Linked DNA regions of Macaca mulatta: region 2 is linked to region 1. Evidence: chromatin contacts called from public Hi-C data. All regions are on one chromosome and are shown on one strand. Each heading gives the region's core, a stretch centred on a gene start, on an enhancer-like site or on the middle of the called end of the contact. The rest is flanking DNA. Distances are from core to core; before and after follow the strand shown. Region 1 holds the start of TET2 (tet methylcytosine dioxygenase 2). Region 2 holds the start of PPA2 (inorganic pyrophosphatase 2).

Region 1 (6,214 bases), core at 1,919-4,418:
GGAGTCTTAGAAGAATTGATAGGGAACTTTTAACTTCAACAAGTGAAACTAAAACATTAACTCTGGTTCTTGTTACCTAATACAAGACCAGTGCCCAGTAAGGACTTTGGAATTCTTTCATAACAACTCCTTGGCAGGTGCACTTCACTTGTTCTGGAAGTGATGTTCACTTGCCAATGTCTAGTAGGACCATGTGCCACTGCCTCGAAATCATATCAATTCCTCTGGCTTCTGGCATAAACTGGCACATCAGACCTAATTAAAGCTTTAAGAAGAGTTTGGCAAATATGACAATTTAAACAAAGCAAGGGACTTCTCTCACTGCAAGTTAATTTCTCATTAATGATTAGTTCAATAAGAAAATAAGCAAAACAATGTCATAGTTAAGAAAAGCTATCTATCTTGTTATTGTCCATTTTCATGCTCCTAAAATTCAATAACCCAAGACAGTCCTATGGAATTTTTGGAGCACTTAGGTAGTACGATCACATATAAGAAAGAACTGAGGATTATGACTTTTATTGTAAACTATCCCATACTTATTAAAATAATTTCTCTTTTCCAACAAAGGATGTTACTTTTATTCACAGGGGTGACTAACACACACATCTCTTCCTTATAATCACTGAAATACTTTATACAGTATTAATTAGCAGCTATTTTCAGCATAAAAGTAGGATGCACAAAATAACAAGAATCTAAATTTGATGACAGGAAAAAACAGGCCTTCATATTCAAAATTATTAACCAATGTAGTTATTCTTATTTATTGAGTGGAAAATGTTGCATCTATTATTAGTTGAATAGCCTGAAGACAGTATATACCACATTTGAAAAGTTGTCTCCAAAAAGTAAATACTAGTTTGTTAGCAAAAGGAATTGTTTTCAATTCGGAATTGCTGGAATAATTAACCATAGTTTTCTCGATAGTTTACCATGAACAGCATTAATAGTAAAATCCTAAGTTTTTTTTTTTTTTTTTTTTTTTTGACAAATAAGAACTAACCAATGAACCGTTTCTATTCCACAGAGATAAGTAATGCTTCTCCCTTGTAATCATGTGAAGGAACCCCGCGTATCAATGATTAAAGCAAACTTAACTACATGAAATTAACAAAGATCATAACAGAAAATTACAAAGTGAACTATCAAGGACAAATAGTTTTGCAAATTCGACTTATGGAGAAATGTCTGTTATTGTGTTTTTCCTTCTATCCTTTTTTAAATCCTATAAATTGTCTTCTAAACTTCAGTTTGATTATCCAACCCTTCAGTAACAGTTCTCTGCTTAACATTTAAAAAATCAATATTTATTGTGTTTAAATTTATATTCTATTCCAAACATTATTAAGCACATATACAAACATGTAAAAGAACATAACTCCCCTTAGTATTTCAACTTTCCATTAAAATGCAAATGTAATGATTTCATTAGCCAGGCAACAATACCACCAGTCTTACACCAAACCAAACCAATGTCTTTTCTCTGTGAATCCCAACTTCCTTTAAGATACAATCTTATTTCTATGTTGGATCATTTGTTGATGAATATCTTTGAATGTAGGTTTCCCATTATAATCCCTGATTGAAGGCGAAAAAGCACAATGTGTGATTTGAGATATTAAATTCATGAATGTATTCCACTCCCTAAACAGGTAAAATATATAAATATTTCACTAAATTTTACCGCTGGAAAATAAGCCTTTTCTCAATTCCCAAACATTAGATGAAGAAGGGAGAACTCACTCAATGTAATTAAAAGTATATCATGAGGGGAATAACCAGCAAGTAACACTTATATTTCATTTGCGGCCTTTCCAGGAGTCTATCTAGGCCACACTTTATTATGTCATAGGTAGAAAACTCTCCATAGAAACCCTGTTAGCTTAATAAAACTAGACAAGCAGTCCCAGTGAAAAGATTCAGCAAGATGCGAGGAGTCTGTGCGTGCCTGTGTGTGTGTGTGTGTGTATGAGAGAGAAGAAAAGAGAGGGGACACAGAGAGAAAGGCAGAGAGATGAAAGACCAAAGAGAGAGGCCAAAAGAAAAATTTGGATGGGACTGTTACAAATCTGCTCTTCACTTCTTTGCTGGGACTGGGTTTCATTTCTTTCGGCGCCCCTGACCTTGCAGTCTTGCAACTCTCAACGCTGCGCTCCCCACCCCCTCCCGCCCCCTCCCCGGGCCTGCGCCTGCCTTTGTGTCTGCCTGTCACTTACCAAGGAACCAAACGAAGCTGATTCGGGAGAAGCACAAAGCCGGGACACAGATTTGTCCATAAATTCTCTTACATACATACCCCAGGCTGGAAGGCTCAGCCCAGCGCAGACTTATGTACCTTGAGAAAAGTGAGTTCTGGTCTTGTTTGGGGAACCGGAGAAACTATTCTTTCCTCTTTCACTCAGCGCCGCTAACAAAACGCGCGGACTTAAGAAAAAAAAAAAAACACACACACACACACACACAAAACCCCACTCAGTGTACTCTAATTCCACTCCCTGTGACATTCACTTCGTACAGCCCCCTAAAGGGGGATAAGGAGGTAGGAGGAGGCAGACACCAACCCAGACCCAGACCCTACAGCTGATAAAAGGGTAGAAAAACACCGTATCAGTGTTCTCTCTGAGGTTGTTCAGGATAAACGGGAGAGTCGTTTCACTCACACGAGAGAAACGGGGGCAGAGGATTAAAGGGAAAAGTAGTGCCCCCCAAAGCTGAACTATTTTAGAAAGGAAAGCAAATTTAAAAATCACTTTTCTGCGGATTAAAAGGCCGGGAAACCGGCTCGTCGGAGGCACAAAGGTAAGTTTTCTGGGTGAGGAAGGGACGAGCATTAGGAGGAGAGAAGAGCACACAGAACTACAGGTTTAAAAGGGGTATAGGGAATTAAAACTATATTTGTCAGCCATGTTGAAGAGGCTCCAGTAATTTGTGAAGCTTCCCTCTTCCCTCTTGGTATTTGTGGGTGACACTACAGGGTTTGCTCCCCAGTCCCTGGAAGCCCGAGAAAAAGCGAAGGGGAGAGGAAAGGGAGAGTTTCGCGGCATAAGAGAAGCGCTCTGACCTCGTTCTCGTCCCTCAGCCTTGCAGCAATCCAGCAGTTGCAGTCGGGTCTCCTTTCTAACAAATCCTAAAGGGCAGCCATCTTGCTTCCTTCTGCTTCTCTACGAAAGCAGCCTAGCCTCCGCATCAATATTCATAAGGCAGTTTGACGTCTGTTCTCATCACTCAGCGGGGCCGGCGTCTCGGGGCGGCCGCGCCGAGGGGGCGGACGTGACTCGCATGCGAGCGGGGCCTGGGCGCGCGGCGCTCGCGAGGAGGCGGCGGCGGCCGCCCGAGCTCTCGCCGCTGCCACTGCCGCTACCGCCGGCTCTCCTCCTCCGCCCGGGCCTCCTCCTGCTCCGCCCCGGCCTCCTCCCGCTCCGCCCCGGCCTGCGCTGCCGCCCTGGGGCCCTCAGCCCTGGCTCCCGGGGAATTAGCCCCCCGCACCGGGCGTCCAGCACAAAGACCGGCGGCACCTGGGGCCGTACAGCCGGGCGCGCAGTGGAGACCTGGGCTGCCCTCACGCCGTGCAGTGGCGCGGAGGGAGTGGTGCGCCCGGATGAGCGCGGGGAGGGGGCCAGGGCTGGCGAGCGCGGGGAAGGGTGCAGCCCTCGGGGACCCCGGGGACCTCGGCGGGTCTCCACCCCCGGGAGAAAACGCAGTGCAGGCGCGAAGGTCGGGGCGAGGTGGGAGGATGGGATGGCATGGGTGCCTGGACAAGGACGTGACATCCAAGATTTCCCTTTGAAACTTTTTGTTAGTCTGCACTCCACCACCACTTCGAGGTCCCGCGCACAAGCCCCTGCGCGCACCCACCTCCTCGAGAGTGTATCCGCACGTGCCCTCGCACTGGCCCCCGCCTCCATCCACTGGCACCTCTCTCCGCACCACACACCCGCTTGCGCCCACCTTACCCTCAGAGGCCCGCGTCTCTATCTCCCTTTAGATCCCCTTGCCGGCGCTATCTTCTCCCTTTTCTGTCGCTTTAATCTCCTTCAGCAGAAGCGCTCCTCCGGTTCACCGAGGGCATGCCCTTAGTGCTTTAGGGGCCTGTATTTTTAAAGACCCGACAAATCGGGAAATTGACCGAGTTCTGTTTCTCCCCGCCCCGGCCCACCTTCTGTTTACTTTAGCCACGTGGGCTGAGTAGAAGGGGGCGTCTCACAGATTCAAGATGGGTTTCTCACGAGTGACCCTCTCCTTCTCTCGCTAGGAGGAAATAAACCTGCACTTTCAAATGCTTAAGTTACCTCTCTTAAGAGCCTCTACTTTGAAGTAGTTTCCACCCGTACAATTAAGTAACGAAGAAACCGACCGATACAGAGCTAATTCCGAATGACGGATGCTTGATTTTCCCTGACATTCGGAGCTCTATAACTATGCTCCTCCTTTGACCGGAGTTTTTCTCTATTGTCGAGTAGTGTTACTTCCCATTCTAATGCTCTTTTTTCTAATCATCAACTTTTTGGTTGAAGATGAGATGAAGAACAAAGCCCCTATGAATCATCGTAAGAATCATATTATGTCAGATAGTAGTTTTTGAAATATTCCCTTCATCGTTAACATGTTGTCACATGACTGACGTTCAACTTGTAAGTAAGTATTTTGGTCACATCTTTTATGGGATCACTGCATAGTGATCACAGTACCCTTAAGTCAATACTAGTTACATTGTGTAACCACACTTTTTTTTTATCTTTCTTTAGAAGTGAAGCTCTAATTTTACGAAATCGAAATATTTCCTCTTCGAAGAGTGTAAAAAAAGGGAACTCCTTGTAAGTGTCGCATTGTTGCTAATAAGAATGTTTAGTGTGTCCAATCAAACATTGTTTGTTCCATTTTGAAACAAAGTTGACTCAGATTTCAGATTTTGCACAAACTAAGGAAAATAGTACATTTTCCCTTAAACATTTCATGTTTATGGGAATGTCATTCCATGTTTTCTAGCTGTACACTAAAGTGTCACTTAGGTCTTGGCAATTGTTAATACACTCTAAAATCCAAGCTGTTGGAAAGTTCTTTGTGATCTTTCTTTCTTTCTTTATTTCTTTTGTTTTCTTTCTTTCTTGAGACAGAGTCTCGCGCTGTCAGCCAGGCTGGAGTCCAGGGGCGTGATCTCCGCTCACTGCAACCTCCACCTCCCGGGTTCAAGCGGTTCTTCTGCCTCAGCCTCTCAGGCGCGCGCCACCACGCGCAGCTATTTTTTGTGTTTTTAATAGAGACGCGGTTTCACCATATTGGCCAGGCTGGTCTCGAGCTCCTGACCTGGTGATCTGCCCGCCTCAGGATTACAGGCGTGAGCCATCGCGCTCGGCTTGTGACTTATTTTTCAAGTCCAGGAAATAAAGTTCTCTCAAGACCACGACATACATTTATATAGTGCACAGATTGTAGAGTTGAAACATGGGCTTTGGAGTTTTACAGAGCTAAGTGACCCTTAACTCTATCTTTTCCAGTGTGACCTTGTGCATTTTACTTAAGTCTGTCGGTATCGGTTTCTATTTTAATCTGTTGAACAACCTGTAAGACATGAGGGTTGTGGTGAGTTTTTAATAAGAGCACTAGGTAAGTGCCCAGGTAGTTATTACTACTACAATAACAAACCATTTACTTCTAGGAGTTATTTTGTTTCTGATTATAGAATTATATAATTATATATCTTCTTGCATTTAATAATGTATGGAAAATATTATATTAACATGTGTTTAATATAAAAGTATCCGCATGTTCCTTTAGTTATATTTGGCAAATGATCTTTCAGGTCACCTCCTTCTCGTTTCTTCTTTGAAAACTGCTCTCTGTTGTAACAGGTTGTTCTTGCCTATTTGGAATCATATTTGGCTTGCAGTTGGTTTTACAACAGGCCCTGAACATTTTCTTGCCAACTTCTTTCTCTGCACCTCCACTCTACCCTTAACCATCATGACGTTTTGAAATGTAAAATAAAATACATTACTCCTCTTGGCTGTTATGACCTTTCAACAGCAAAAGGAAATAAAATTCTGAAGGCCTTCAAGTATAAAAATTTTAGTTGTTTTTTTTTTTCTTTTTTTGATTTTAAAAACTTCTTCCTTAGTTGCTATTTCTGGGAAAGAAAGGATATAGTTTGCATAATCAGTTGTTTACTGAACGCAGTGTGCGCTTGTATGGGTAATTCAGAGCTAGCTTTTAT
Region 2 (5,858 bases), core at 789-3,288, 330 kb before region 1:
CATTTTTAATTTTGATTCTCAAATATTTCAATAGAGAATGAAAGATGGAAATTTAAGTGATTAAAAATAAATGTAAACCTACTTAACAAAAGTCAGGGTTTCCTTTCCTGAATGCATGATAACTTGGTAACATTTTACAGTGTAATTTACAAAATAACAAGTTAGTGTCAAGATTTCATTTTAAGTAAACATTTATATTCAGAAATGTTTAGTATCTTTGTTGGTTTCTTCAAATCAGGATGCATATAACTTGTCATCAGTTACTAATTAAATATGTTGCCAGAGTTAAGAAAAGCTATTAGCAAGAGGGACCTTGGAACTTTATGCTGGATTATCTCAATAGAAAACTTTTTATTTATTTATTTTTAAACAGGGTGTGGCTCTGTTGCCAAAGCTGGAGTGCAGTGGCTGATTTTGGCTTCACTGCAACCTGCCTCTCTCAGACTCAAACCATCCTCCCATCTCAGCCTCCCAAGTAGCTGGAACAACAGGCGTGTGCCACCCGCCTGGCCAATTTTTGTATTTTTTGTGGAGATGGGTTTTACCATGTTGCCCAGGCTGCTGGTCTCAAACTCCTGGGCTCAAGTGATCCTCCCACCTTGGCCTCCCAAAGTGCTAGGATTACAAGCATGAGCCACCATGCCCAGCCTGGATACTTTTAAGTATCCATAGATCATTAGAAATTAGCCCACAACCCTGCCTCCATAGGAATTTGTCTTATTCAAATATCTAATCCTCAAAAGTTAATAGAAAAATTAAGCTTTTTTTTCCAACATAAAGAAACAATAAAATTATACAACCGTGTGATATATGCACAAAAGAGATTTTCTCTCCTTTTTATGGGAGCATTTGCCTTATAGTTGTGCCTATTCATGTTGACACATTACAAAGGTACCACTGTTGACAAAAACATTTTAGTATCTATAATCTTAGTAGAGAGTCTCTAAGTAGCTGGTCACAACATCTCCTAGGGATCCTTTCTGGAACCTGGGCAGACCAGTTTCTCAAATTTTAATGATCACACGATAATTGGAGATGCTGAAAGAACCTGGTTGCCCAGTAGGAAAGTGGTCTAGATGATGATAGTCCCAAAGAAGATGGACTAGAAAAAAATAAAATGACACTTGGGGCAGAGTACTGGTGTTCTACAATAGGGGCAGAGTACTGGTGTTCTACAATATCCATTCTCCCAGCCGGGCGTGGTGGTTCACGCCTGTAATCCCAGCACTTTGGGAGGCCAAGGCAGGCGGATCACCATAGGTCAAGAGCTAGAGACCAGCCTGACCAACGTGGAGAAACCCCGTCTCTACTAAAAATACAAAAATTAGCCAGGCGTGGTGACGCGTGCCTATAATCCCAGTTACTCGGGAGGGTGAGGCAGGAGAATCGCTTGAACCCAGGTGGCGGAGGTTGTAGTGAGCCGAGATTGCGCCATTGCATTCCAGCCCAGGCAACAGTGTGAGACTGTCTCAAAAACAAAAAACAAAAACAACAACAAAAAAAGGAAAGGATAAATCATCTCTATGGGTTGGGAAATGGTCTCATGGAGAAGATGGCATTTGAGTAAGCTACTTAGGGTTTTTTTGCTCTATAAGTCGGTGTCAACGTCACGTTTTCACGTGGTGGCCTGATCATTTTGTCTTATAGTGATGTCTTTGTGTGCATGTGCGCTCATCTCCTATATTGGACGGGGTCTAGAGCAGTTCCTGGCACAGAGTAATCACTCAATATTACATCACTGTAATAAAAAATCATGATAGCAAATCTTGACGGGATAAATGAAGGCATGAATAAATGTATAAATTAACAAGTGGCAGTGAGCGCTTCAGGGGTGGTGGGTCTTGTCTTACTCGTCTTTGAGCTGCGGCCTCGCTGAGGGCACAGTGCGCGCAACTGGCTGGTGGCCCAGATTCACTGGCAGGCACCAGGATCGCAGCCCAAGCGCCGGGGCGGGAGGGATGACTCCGGACGGTAGGGGGCACCGGCGCGCGGCCGGGTCGGGCCCCCCGGTAGCTCCGCGCGCACAGCCGGACCGTCATTGACGCCATGAGCGCGCTGCTGCGGCTGCTGCGCACGGGTGCCCCCGCCGCTGCGTGCCTGCGGTTGGGGACCAGTGCTGGGACCGGGCCGCGCCGTGCTATGGCCCTGTACCACACCGAGGAGCGCGGCCAGCCCTGCTCGCAGAATTATCGCCTCTTCTTCAGTAAGTAGCTCGTGGAGGTTCGCTGAGCGGCGCACCGAAGAAACCTGGGTGGGGGATGGAATAGGGGACACTTGCGGCGCCCCGCGCGGTCTCCCCTGTCTCTCTTTTTGGGGCCCTCGGCGGTACCTGCGCGGTCCAGGCAACCTTCCTTCTCGCCGGAGCGCGCACCGAGTCACGAGAACTGACAGCGAGGAGACGGCGGATCAAGACCGCAAAGCGAGCGCAGAGGCTCAGGGCTGCCGGCCGGGGGTACACAGCGCCCTGTGCCCTGCCAGCCGCCCTCCCCGAGGGGTGGGCAGAGTGCTAGCGGCCACCCCGCGGCGGCCCGCAGCCATTAGCCGGCCAGGCCGCGGTTCTGGGTTCACACAATTTAGTGAGGAAGGGAGGGCAGAGCCCGCCCACACGCCGGCCTTTCTAGTGGCGTAAGAAAGCGCCTACTGCCGGAGCTCCCTGACGTCGGAGAGGCGGGCGGAACTTTGCAGATGCCTAATCCAGCGTGTCTTCTTTTTTGGAGGGACTCTGATGAAGGTTCTTTCCCAGAAGCTTGACTCGGTACGCACAGGTTTACACCCTGAATATGATCCACCATCCAAAGCCTCGTTGGCCCCGGGGCAGCCCCTTTTCCTCCCCAAGTTGAACAGCCCAGAGGGCTAAGCGACTTGGGCGGGGGGGTCCCTGGGTTGTCCAGCTCAGAGAAAGGACCCAGGTCTTCCGTGTACCCCATTGTTTCACTGTGTACGTTAAATGTAACTGAAAATAGTGATCTTGGTCGCTTGCCTTCACGCCCCACTGACTGCAGAGCCTTGGAGTGGTAGTATCAAAGTGGGCCTTGCATTATTGCTCCCCTTTTCGGAGCACTGGCCCTGGAGGCTTTCACTTCTAAGCAGGCCCTCCGAGTTCTTCAGGTCTTAACTCTGTGACCCCGAACGAGTTTAAGTTGCTAAGCCTTGTTTTTTCCATCTGTAAAATAGGGCTGCAAGAATTACATGACATTGTATATGTAAAGTGATTAGTCTCAGGGTCTAAAATATAAATTACTATTAGTAACTATAATCATTATAGATATTTGTAATTTATGAAGGATTTGCAGTTATCCTACATGAGTTTAGGGTCGAGGATTATTTTGTGGGAGAGAAGACAAGTTTGCCTAAAGTGTGATTACAATGCAACTAGTACTAGAATTTGTTTTCTTCAAAATTGGTTGCAGTTTTCACCCTGTGCCACATATTTTCTTCTGTCTTTGGTTAAGACTAATCAGGTGAACAGGAAGTCTCAAATTTCTGAATGGATTGTGTTCCAAAAGGTTATCATATAATGAATAATGGGAATAGTCATAGAAACAATGTTTAAAGTGGCAGTTCGCTTTTTAAGCAGATTAAAAAAAAAAAAAAAAAAGTCTGTCTGCTGCAAGTCTTCTAGATTTGCAATAAGTACAGTAATTAATAGATACCCAAATAATCAATAAATATGAAATGTGCTAGACACTGTTAGGCATAGTACAGAGATTCACAATTTTACTATAATTAATTATGGAAAAAGTAAATACACTGGTTGAGCAAAAACAGGCTTGAGAAGCCTGGCGCGCACAGAGTAGTTGACCCAGTACCGGATTTGGAATGGGGAGTCCTAGGCCATAATCTTGGCTCTGCCATTAACTCGCTGTGTGCTGTTGGGTGGGTGGTTACTTCAATTCTTTTTCACAGAGCCAGTTTCTTCAGCCGTAAAATGAAGCATTTGACCTTGAAGTGATGATCCTCAAGGTTCTTCTCAGCACTGGTATTCCCTGAAGGCACTGGATGAATAATGGAGATTCTAACAGTCTCTATTAGGACAGGATGTCGAATGGGGGCATTTTCGGGATTATGTTGGCCTCTTCTCGTCGGTTTGTTTCTTTAGCTTCAAATGTACTTAGAACTCATGATTTTTCTGTAACTAGAGTGCCACAAATAAAATACGTTTTTATTCAGCTGGATAAACAGCACAGGAAAGAAGAAAAGCCGATTTTACTAAAGTAAATGGGCAAAAATTGGAAGAAAGGGGAGTGTGGTTTTGGAGAGGGTCCGGATGGTGAGATCCTGATTGGAAAGTGTGTTGGTTAAACAGTTTCTGAACGAACCGCCAGATGGCATCACTGGCCAGGACCGTTTACTACCTGCTAGAAGGGGTAGGGCAAAGTGAAAGGAAGCCACTCTAGGGCGAATGGGGTAAGGGGAAAACAATGAACAAATTACCCTTTATAAAGATGGTCACAGATTGGATATTTTTTACTCAGTATGTCTGTATGCAGTATTAGGGTGGACTAATGTCTCACTTCAAAGACAAATATGAGTGTAGTACTACTTGGCCTAAAATTATTATTCGTTGTTACTGAAGTGGAATCATTTTCCACATTTCCAGATATATTCCAAGTCTCTGAAATACTAGTGCATTGGGAGGTAGAACATTTTCCAGCTTCATGTCTGTAAATGGTTTCTCTTTACTGTCATTCAGTAAAATCAGAATAAGTGATTCATGTAATACTTTAAAAAAATTGGTGTTAAGCTCTGTAGAAACAGTGAGACAGGATGATTAGGGGAAAGAGCATCCTGGTGGGAATCATCAGGCCTCCTTGTGCCAGCCCTGACCCTGTTAGTATCTTGCTGTCACTTCACCTCCCTGCATCTCATTGTTTTAAACCACGGAATGAGGAGATTGGACCAGATGATCATTTTCCGAACTGCTTAGTTGAACACAAGCATCCCATGGTGTATTACTAGGTTTTCTTTAAAACAGAGGGTTTCATGGTTTAATAAATTAGAATACGTCCCATTTTATTGCTTTTTTGAAGAGTAATTTGCCTATTGAAGTTCTGGAAAATTCGGATGTAACTTCTCTGAAACCTGAACCACAGAGTACTTATTTCTAAGAACATTTGTTAACATCTTAGTGACACCAGGGTTATGATTTCTGCAACTTCCAGAAGCAACTGTGCTGTAACAGTTCTAGACTAATAGTCAAACCACTTAAGTTGTAGTCCTGACTACCATCTTGGACAAGTCACTCGACTGAATTAACCACCAGATGGCATCCCTTACCTCAGATGACATCCGGTAGCTCAGTTTCTCCATAAATAAAATGGGGAAAGCACTAGTAATTTTATAGAATTGCTGTGGCAGTTAAATGAGACTATGTGTATAATTATCAGTGTCTCACACATGATAGGTATTTAATAAATGTTATTTATTTTTCCCTTTTGACTTTAAGGCATTAGACTAAAATCTTATTGTTACATTCTGTGAAGGGAGAAAATAAGGGATGTGGATAGAATTGATTGTTTTGAAAGTGTTCCTATTAAATTATAGGTTTCAGAGGGGTTTTTGTTGCTGTTGTTTATTCATTTTATTTATTTTTGTTTGGTTTGTTGTGCACTCACGACTCACTGCAGCTTTGACCTCCCCAGCTCAAACGATACTCTCACCTCTGCCTCCTGGGTAGCTGGGACTACAGGCATGCACCACTCTGCCCGGCTTCCTAGATCTTAAAGTTTTAATGGGTACTTGCAGTCTTTTGAATTAACTGGGAAATCATAATGAAGTTAGATTCACTTATATTGAGCCAAAGACCTAACACTGCATATATTCCTTTGATATCTTGGGTGTTTTTGTTTTGTTTTGTT

Evidence for each region. Hi-C and Micro-C count contacts between places; a contact is called where the count stands out from the background.
Region 2: a contact with region 1 is called in a Hi-C map of liver, with 4 times the contacts expected there. The contact joins the promoter of PPA2 here to the promoter of TET2 in region 1. A contact is called at or near these places in 5 of 14 Hi-C or Micro-C datasets (CD4 T cells, blood, fetal cortex germinal zone and 2 more).

The regions. Positions count from the first base shown.
Region 1 is chr5:114,569,513-114,575,726 of T2T-MMU8v2.0, reverse strand. TET2 (tet methylcytosine dioxygenase 2) reads right to left here and starts at 3,168. Exons shown (of 12, transcript XM_028848654.2): 1 at 3,065-3,168.
Region 2 is chr5:114,894,591-114,900,448 of T2T-MMU8v2.0, reverse strand. PPA2 (inorganic pyrophosphatase 2) reads left to right here and starts at 2,038. Exons shown (of 12, transcript XM_015138926.3): 1 at 2,038-2,203. The coding sequence starts at 2,047.